3 separate regions of the Hordeum vulgare genome follow, and all the other regions are linked to region 2. The links are chromatin contacts, called in public Hi-C maps. All regions are on one chromosome and are shown on one strand. The core of a region is the stretch at or near the end of the contact, and the rest is flanking DNA. Distances in the headings are between cores, read along the strand shown.

Evidence for each region. Hi-C and Micro-C count contacts between places; a contact is called where the count stands out from the background.
Region 1: a contact with region 2 is called in a Hi-C map of leaf, with 6 times the contacts expected there. The contact joins the promoter of LOC123402846 here to the promoter of LOC123403642 in region 2. A contact is called at or near these places in 2 of 6 Hi-C or Micro-C datasets (leaf and seedling).
Region 3: a contact with region 2 is called in a Hi-C map of seedling, with 6 times the contacts expected there. The contact joins the promoter of LOC123402298 here to the promoter of LOC123403642 in region 2. A contact is called at or near these places in 1 of 6 Hi-C or Micro-C datasets (seedling) and 1 of 1 datasets of contacts at active chromatin or transcription factors (embryo).

What each region holds. Positions count from the first base shown.
Region 1 is chr6H:429,778,517-429,781,414 of MorexV3_pseudomolecules_assembly, reverse strand. It overlaps LOC123402846 (amino acid transporter AVT3B-like), which reads right to left and starts at 1,575. Exons shown (of 1, transcript XM_045096803.1): 1 at 1-1,575. The coding sequence starts at 1,348. The coding sequence ends at 83.
Region 2 is chr6H:428,968,349-428,971,728 of MorexV3_pseudomolecules_assembly, reverse strand. It overlaps LOC123403642 (protein ALTERED PHOSPHATE STARVATION RESPONSE 1-like), which reads right to left and starts at 1,455. Exons shown (of 4, transcript XM_045097563.1): 1 at 1-1,455. The coding sequence starts at 1,147.
Region 3 is chr6H:429,591,249-429,594,452 of MorexV3_pseudomolecules_assembly, reverse strand. It overlaps LOC123402298 (DNA-binding protein MNB1B-like), which reads right to left and starts at 1,428. Exons shown (of 7, transcript XM_045096199.1): 1 at 1,161-1,428; 2 at 955-1,047; 3 at 776-833; 4 at 643-687; 5 at 297-374; 6 at 122-211; 7 at 1-21. The coding sequence starts at 1,201.

The DNA.
Region 1 (2,898 bases), core at 326-2,825, 810 kb before region 2:
AAAACTACTACGCGGGAGCTTAACCGGCGTGGATGAGAGAGCCAATGCACCCAGCAATTTAACCCTCGGCGAATACCGGAAATTAAGCGCTGGAAGAGTGGAAGATTTGCACCAGCGACGAGTAGGTGCCGAAGACGGAGAGCACGAGGCCGAGCACGACCAGGAGGACGTCGCTGAGAACCCCGGCCCAGCCCATCTCGGCTCCGAACACCTTCATGTGGAAGGTGGCCGGCAGCACGAACCCGAGCAGCACGCAGACGCTGCTCCCCACGAGGGCGAGGAAGTCGGTGAAATTGGGCACGAGCATGGCCGCGAGCCCCACGGTGACCACGAGCACACACCGCAGCCACCAACAGTAGCGCTTGCCGTGAAACAGGCGCTCGGCGACCTCGTACACTGGGTTCATCATCACCGGCATGGTGAAGAAGAGGTTGATGCACAGCCCCAGCTGCACGGCGGCCGACAGCCACCCGCTGCCGAGGTTGGTGGTGATGATGTCGCGCGTGGCGTCGCCGAACGCGACGTACCCCATGACACCGAACAGCCCGTACATGGCGGCGATGAACGCCATGGACAGCCCGAGCGTGGCGCCGAACTTCTTCTTGTCCGCGGCCTCCGCCTCCAGCGGCAGGACCATACAGACGCCCTCGAAGGCGTACACGGACACGCCCACGCCGTAGAGGAGCGCGGCGGGGGCGCCGAACGCGACGACGGGTGGATGTGCGGCGAGCCAGGTCGACACGTCCTGTCCAACAACGACCCCCATGGCGCCGAGGTCGACGACGTCGGCGAAGATGCTGAGCGGCGCGAGGAGCGTGAGCGTCTTGATGGAGTTGAGCCCGAGCTGGAACGGCAGCATGGCGTAGATGAAGAGCGCCTTAGGGGAGAGGAAGACGTTGGAGGAGGGGGCGAAGATGGGGTAGAGGTGCGCCATGGTGTTGGAGATAAAGATCAGGTATCCGACGCAGAAGCTGGCCTGGCTGAGCACAAGCATGGTGTCCACGGCGAGGCGGCCGGGCGCGCCGAAGACGGCGTCCCCCAGATCCCCGAACGAGGACAGCTTCTTGGGGTGCTCGTCGGCGAGGCGGCGGCGGCAGGCGACGAGCAGCATCATGCAGTAGAAGGTGAGCAGCGCGACGGAGAGGAGCAGGATGGAGCCCGCCGCCCAGCCGGTGCGCGAGAACGTGTAGGGCAGGCCGAGCACGCCGGCGCCGACCACCGCGATGAAGACGTTCGCGAACGTCTTGGGCTGCGACGACAGGTGGCCCCCTTCGGCGCTGTGGTGCGGCAGCAGCGGCGCCGAGTCCAGCCGCGACGACGACGAGCTCGCGTCGCTCCCCAATCCCATGGCGTCCGGGCGATTGAATCGAAATTAACAACGGATCAAGACCACCACCACCAGCACACACACACACACACAGGGACAGAAGATGATGAAACCGCGACCAGGCGAATTCGATGGGATTTGTATTCCTCTTCCTCTCCGGTCGGAAGCGTTGAGAGAAAACGGGCGATCTCGCGACGGGGGAAACCGATGAGAAAGGAGCGGCTGTGGTCTCCCTTTCGGAGGGATTGCCGGTGCTTTTGTAGAGAAGATGGCATGCCATCGTGGGAAAATATATTTTGCCAAAAAAATCGTGGGAAAATATCATGGACGTGGTCCATGAGCATGTTTCGGTTTTCTACGTCCCCCGGGACCACAAGAAGCGCGTGGCGGTGTATGAGTGGTACCTACACAGATGGGCAGTACTCGACGCTCGCGCGCCGACGCGAGAGCTCACGCCGGTCACAGAGCAGTCGTCGGATCGGGCGCCCTTAAACGTCAGATCTCGTCTTAACCTCGAACCACGAACGTGAGCATCTCGTCAGCCATCCTCGTTCAGCGTGCAGCGGCGCTCCCCCAGCCCCTCCCTTTCCTCCCCGTCCCCTCGCAATCGAGGGGTCCTTCTCCCATCGCCCCCTCTCGTCGGACGTCCTCGTCGCCGGTCGTCGTCCTTGCAGAGCCAACAAACGCGAGCGCCTTGTCAGTCCTTCGTTGAAGCTTTTTTGCATCAACGGTTGTAATATTTTATGTCAGCGGTTGTAGCATTTCACCATAGCAATGACCGCTTGCAGCTTTTATATGTCTGGTTGCAGCTTTTTTCATCAACGGTTGTAGCTTTTTATATGTATAATTGCAGCTTTTTTAATCAAAGTTTGTAGCATTTTATGTCAACGGTTGCAACATTCCGTCATGGCAAATGACCGCTTGCAACTTAACATATGCCTGATTAAAGCTTTTTCATTATGGGTTTTGAAGCTTTTTTAAATAGCCATTGCAGCAATTCTGGGTGACGTTTGTAACACTTGTATACGCGCGCCCGGTCATGGCGGCATGCGATGAGGACGATGGACGAAGGCTGGATCCGGCAATGCGGACGATCGACGGTGGCGGAAACTGGCGATCCGGGCGGACCGATGGGGCACGGACCGACACAGCGGCGGCGACAGCGCAGGGGCGCGCATATGTGGACCCCTTCCACCATGCGCCGGACCACACTCGAGCCGTCAGGATTTTTAACTTTTCAAAAATTTCCCTATATTTCCAGAATTCGATAGCTATTCAAGTCTGTGCTCTTTAATACCCTCTCATTTCACTAGTATTATAAGATGTTTTATCTTTAATTTTTACCTTTAATCTGAGTCAAATGTAATTAGATTTGTTTTACTGTGTTTATACACTCTCTTTTATTTCTATCTAATCCGTATTGAAATATTTAAAACATCTTATAATTCAAGAGAGAGGGAGTACTAATATAATTCTCACTAAGTTGTGTTCTCCCATGATTACGGTAGTTTCACATTGTTCTTATGTTTTTGTCCACACCCAAAAAAAGAGATGGTTTGGTTCCACGACCC
Region 2 (3,380 bases), core at 206-2,705:
TCCGGGGGTGGTATTGGTAACTCCGCCTCTCCACCTCCAGGATCGGTGCGACCGCCCAGACTGCATCCGCCGCCCGAACAAACTGCGCCTTGATCTCCCCGGCGATGTCTGCACTCCCGTATGACTTGCGGTGCGTTGGCACGGAGGCTGCGACATTAGGCTGCGCTGGCGCCTGTTGCCGCGACACGCCACCCCCGGCGAGCACTCCCTTATCGACCACGCAATTCTCCTCTTCGCTGCTGCTCATGCCGCCGACCGAGCTGCGCCGGCTACGTGCGCCGCCACTCCCCCCCATATAGTGCTCGCTGGACACCTCCTTGACGACCGCGTCGTCCTCCTCGAGCTCCGGGATGCCCTCCTCCTCCCGAACGTCTCGCGAGCACCGGCTCGGCGTGTACGGTGTCGTCGCCGTGGTCCCAGCGCCGGCAGCATCGTAACAGTAGTTGTCGTGCACTTGGTAGTCGTCGAACACATTGAAGAAGTCCCACGAGCTCGCCCTCGGCGGCGACGGCGGGGGTGCAGCCGTCCTACCTGCCGCCGCGGCCTCCCCTCCGTAGGAATGGTACCGCGCGTGCCCACCCGCCGGGTCGGAGGAGCCGAAGTAGACGCGCTCCGACGCGGGCGCGCGCTGCTCGACGGCGACCGAGGCCGGAGGCGGGCGGCTCCGCGCGTAGTAGAGCTGCAGCGATCCCGGCGGGTACCCAAACGGAGGCTCGTGCTCGTAGCCGTAGCCGTAGCCGTAGCCGTAATGCGGGAAGTGAAGCGCGTGCGGGTGGTGGAGTTGGTCGTGGCGGGCATCGTCGACGCGGCGGGGAGGCGAGGAGGCGACGGAGCCGGAGTCGGACCCGGAGGACGGCGCGAAGTCGATGTGCGAGGAGGAGTGCGGGGGAGAGGAGGGCTGCGGCGGCGCCGGAGGGTCGACGGTCTTGACCGCGGCGGGGAGCGTGAGCCCCGTGCGCGGGCGCGCGGAGGCGGAGACGAGGAGGATGTGGAGCGAGGAGGAGACGGAGAGGAGCGAGCCGGCGAGCGCGGCGTGCGCGGCCCCGAGCGCGTCGCGGTGGCGGACGGCGACGGCGAGCAGGTCGGCGCGGCCGCGGCACAGCGCCACCGCCTCCTGCTCGTCCAGCTTGGACCCCTTGCAGCCCATCGGCGGCGCTTAGCAATCAGCTCGATCGGCTGTTGGCTGCCGCTGCTGCCCAGTCACCACAGTCCTGCAACGATCGCCCCCCGGGCCGACCTTATAGGCGGCCGTGTCGTCCCGCCATGATGATGATGATGACACCGACGGACTTGGGGGGCTGATGGGGAAATGATATCGATGGCTGTGTGTGTGTGTGTGTGTGTGGTGGAGCCGTGGAGGTGGAGCGGAGCAAAGTGGGGGAGGGGGAATCTGCTCTTGCCGTTTTGCTCGTGGGAATTTGTTTGCACTCGCTCGACTCGGTCCTTCCTTCTTTTTCCGGGCTTCATATGGAAGGGGCGCTCCTTGTATTCTTGCGGTGGGGGAAAGGCCCACACACACGACGACGGTCTCTTCTATCTACGCCCCCGAGTCGAGAGTGTGGGTGCTGGTGTCACTGGTGTGGGTGGGGAGTGTGACGGGAAACGGAGGGGGGATGACGGACGACAGGCGAGGCAAGGGCAGCAGCAGCACCGGACCGTCATGTTATTTTCGCCTCTCTCCATTTAACAGGTTTTGTTTGTTTCCTTTTGGAAGCGTAAGCGAGGCCAGGGCTGCGGCGGCTGGCGAGGCGGTGCAGGGCGCGCAGGCTTTGGCTTTGGTTTGGTGGCATGCGCACAGGGGGCAGGCATTGACGCCTCCCCGGCTTGATGGCCGCGGTACGGGCTTGGCCGGTCTCCATCAGCGGATTAACGCCAAGTGCCCGCCCGGGCGACTACCTGCTCTCTGCGCTGCTCCGCTCTGTCGAGGGGATACGCTGCGGTGGCGCGCTGCTGTTTTCCTTTTTCCTTGCTTGCTGGGGGCTGCCGTGCTGCGCTAGGCTTTCTTAAGGTTTCGGATTGTCATCGCGTTTTTTGTTCTTTTTCTTTTGTGGGAAAAGAAAGAAAAGGGTACTTGGGTGCCCATCGATTACTATTACTAGGGCGTGCAGGGGTCTAGGAAATCTCAGCCGAATAAAAGACCAAGCGTACCACTGCCCCAATGAGATGATGATCATGTATGTACCGCCCCGGCGACAGGCCGTCTTTTGCTTTGCCTTTTTATTCGCTCTTTGCAGCCCATGCCCATCGGTTGGTGCTTCTTTCACATTAAGGGCAAATCCAACGGGCCCATACAAACGGACTCCATTTTCTGGTCCGTTCGTGTTACACGTATTAGACGGGCGTCTGTCCCTTGTTTTGAGAGCAACTGATGGGTTATAATTTCAGGGTAGGGTTATAGGTCTACCATATAGGTCCTACTCAAAGACTACCTTTAATAGAAGACAAGGCCCTTAGACAGTTTCGATTGAACTAAGAACGCCCCCATCATCCAATCGGCGACGATCTGCTCGGAGCATATCTAACGTACCGACTAGAATCCACTCTGTACATCGTAACCTTCGAGGAGGGCAACGGACATACGTTTTCATACACCATTATTAGCATTTAAAGCTTACGTTACCTGTAACGTAAGCATTTACTCGCCACTATTCCACCCTGTCCACCGGGCCATTATGAAGGGCAGCGCACTTATATAAGCCGCCCTTCACCACTGGTACGGGGGTTGGCACTTGCTGTAATCCTATAATCCACTCGACACAAAGCTCCCAAGAGCACTGAGACGTAGGGCTTTTACCTCCACCGTAGAGGGGCTGAACTCATACATCCTCGCCGTAGCTAAGGCTCCGCCCATACTTTCGTACACCATACTTCTACTGTCAGACTTATACCCACGATAATTGGCGCCCACCGTGGGGCAGGCGTCTAAGCGACTTTCGGCGAGTTTGCGATTTCATCTTTTCGTCATGTCGTCCCGCGGAGATCTGTGCATGGGTCATGAGATCCTCTTCGGCGCACTCTCCTTCATCGTCGATGATTCGGCACGGCTTCGGGATGCGCCCCTCGACGTCGAGGCGCTCCCCAGTCGCGGGGCTACGCACTTCCATGCCGGTTCCCGCGGCGTTCTTCTTCTCCAGCCATCGACCCCGGTGTCGATCTTCGCCCCCGTCACGCGCCGCAACAAGCGATCCCGTCGTCCGCGGTTCCAGCGTTGGGTGCGACACGCCCAGGCGCGACAAAACGCGTCCTCTCAAGTGGCGGTGGTCGAATCGGTTGTGGTCCCGTCGTCATCCTAGTACTTGGAGTCAGTTCCGACTGAACTACCTTCCGAGTATCCGGGTCACGGGCCTGCAGCCGAAATGCTCATGGCCGATTCCCACGAA
Region 3 (3,204 bases), core at 179-2,678, 620 kb before region 2:
CTCATCGTCGTCTTCATTATCCTGCAGGCAGAAAAATCAATCGTGTCACTAAAACACTAGAAGGTAAACATCATTGGCACTCGAAACATAAACCATCAACCAAAATGCTTAATGTTTATACCTCATCGCTACCCTCGTCTTCGACCTCAGATTTGGAGCCCTCAGCCTCCTCATCATCCTGAGTCTTGGCCTTCTTGGAGCTCACACTCTCCTGAAGGAATAAGATATGTCAAATTAGCACTAGAACTTTGAAACCTTCACAATTGATGGAACATGCACCATGCTCCCAAGATTACCTTGTTCTCGAAGCTGGCTTTGGTCTTCTCATAGTCCTGCTTCTTCTGTCCAGCCTTCTCCACATAAGGTGCTTTGTCCTAATAACAAATTAAACAGGTCAATAAACCAAATATACAGTACATTAATCGTGCCACCTAGTAACAAATATGTTGTTTAGTGGAACAAATAGATGTGCATATTGCATTTAACTATTCAGTTACGACTGAGCCACTTCACATAAACATACATTGAACAAACTAAGCCGTAGTTTTGTGCAGCTTATGTATGTTAAAGAAGTACTAACAGATAAGTACACTAGGAAAGATCTATGCAGAGACTAGTTTGAGCATTGCAAGATGCACTCACCTCATCAGACATAGATCTCCACTTCTCACCTGCAGCCTTGCTCACCTAATCACTCAGAGCACGGAAGAATCAGCTTGAGATGTCTACACAAGACACGAAAAAGGTGAAAAGAAAACAGTGAAAGGTAGCTCACGTTGGCGACATTCTTGTTGTTGGGGTTCTCCGCGTTGTACTGCTGCCTGAAGTCAGACCTGCGAAACAGACACGAGATACACTAAGAAACCAAGAGGAGACCACAAAAGCTGAACAAAAAGTAGAACAGATCTGGAGATCTGGGAGACGAAATAGCAGCGCTGGAGAGCGAGGACTCACATGAAGACGAAGAAGGCGGAGGGCGGGCGCTTGGGCTTGCCAGCGGCAGCGGCGGCCTTCTTCCTCTTGCTGGCGCCGCCGGCGGCCTTGAGCCTGCAAGAAACAACCAGTCACACAACCTGCATACATAGATGCGAAACGTCCGGCCACGGCAGGGATCCCTGCCACCCTTCCTCGCAGAGTTTGACGAGAAGCGGAGATCTTACCTGCCCTCGCCCTTCTTGGAGGCGTCGGCCTTGCCCTTCATGGTGGAGGCCGCCGAGGGTACGGAGCTAGGGTTTTGCGGGGGGGCAGAACGGAGGAGGGGCGCGGATTGGTTTGGGAGCGTGGGGGGAAAGGGTTGGGGCTGCTGGTGCTGGGTTTGTTGGCTTTGTGGCGAGCCGTTGTGCGGTGCGGGGCCGCGTGGCCGCGTGGGCGTGCGTGAAACGGGGGAAAGGGGACAGCGATGCGGGTTGGGTGGGTGCAGACGCTGCGACGCGTGGGCGCTGTGTTTTCCGTTTCTTGGTTGAGGGAACGCGTGGGCGCAAGGAGGGTTTGCATTGCGCAAAACCGCTAGTCGCATTTTTTTTTCCGTTCCTTAGGGCGCGCGTGCGGTGGCGGAGCGTGACACGCAGTTAAGGAGGGACAAATTTTAAACAGAGGCAAAGTGTGATGGAAAATAGGCCGGCTCGCACAAAATAAGATGTCAGTCGAATACCTTTTGCACTTCGGTTCAACAACGGTCGTCGGCTCTCGGCTGGTCATCTTGAGTTCTTGACGATGTCGGCGTGCGACAGCACGAAATGTTGTGTGTTGATCCATCAGCTCGCGTGACAGGCGGTGGTTAACAATCCAAGCTGTTAACGAGGACAAATAAAATTGAGATTTGCAAGTTTGATCTTCAAATCTAATCGTCATAGATGTAGGCATAAATATTAGTTGAAACAAATTGAGACGCTTTGAACATGATCCATAAAACACGCACACTATTTGTTTGTGAAGGCGTCCGAACGGGTTCCGGCTATCCATTCATGTGTGTGCATACATTTCAAACAAGTTTTACAGAAATTGAATGATTTTTATATAAATTGGATGATTTTCATTTAAACCGGACAACATTCACTAGATTTTCGATATATTTCATTAAACTAAAGAGAAAAATTTACTCGAGGTCCTCATACTTGTCTTGGTGGTCACTTTAGTCATCGTAGTTGGAAATGTTGGAATTATGCCCTAGAGGCAATAATAAATGTATAGTTGTTATTATAATTCCTGTATCAAGATAATAGTTTATTATCCATGCTATAATTGTATTGAATGAAGACTCATTTACATGTGTGGATACATAGACAAAACACCGTCCCTAGCATGCCTCTAGTTGGCTAGCCAGTTGATCAATGATAGTCAGTGTCTTCTGATTATGAACAAGGTGTTGTTGTTTGATAACTGGATCACGTCATTGGGAAAATCACGTGATGGACTAGACCCAAACTAATAGACGTAGCATGTTGATCGTGTCATTTTGTTGCTACTGTTTTCTGCGTGTCAAGTATTTGTTCCTATGACCATGAGATCATATAACTCACTGACACCGGAGGAATGCTTTGTGTGTATCAAACGTCGCAACATAACTTAGTGACTATAAAGATGCTCTATAGGTATCTCCGAAGATGTTAGTTGAGTTAGTATGGATCAAGACTGGGATTTGTCACTCCGTGTGACGGAGAGGTATCTCAGGGCCCACTCGGTAATACAACATCACACACAAGCCTTGCAAGCAATGTAACTTAGTGTAAGTTGCGGGATCTTGTATTACGGAACGAGTAAAGAGACTTGCCGGTAAACGAGATTGAAATAGGTATGCGGATACTGACGATCGAATCTCGGGCAAGTAACATACCGAAGGACAAAGGGAATGACATACGGGATTATACGAATCCTTGGCACTGAGGTTCAAACGATAAGATCTTCGTAGAATATGTAGGATCCAATATGGGCATCCAGGTCCCGCTATTGGATATTGACCGAGGAGTCTCTCAGGTCATGTCTACATAGTTCTCGAACCCGCAGGGTCTGCACACTTAAGGTTCGACGTTGTTTTACGCGTATTTGAGTTATATGGTTGGTTACGGAATGTTGTTCGGAGTCCCGGATGAGATCACGGACGTCACGAGGGTTTCCGGAATGGTCCGGAAACGAAGATTGATATATAGGATAACCTCATTTGATTACCGGAAGGTTTTCGGAGTTACCGGGAATGTACCGGGAATG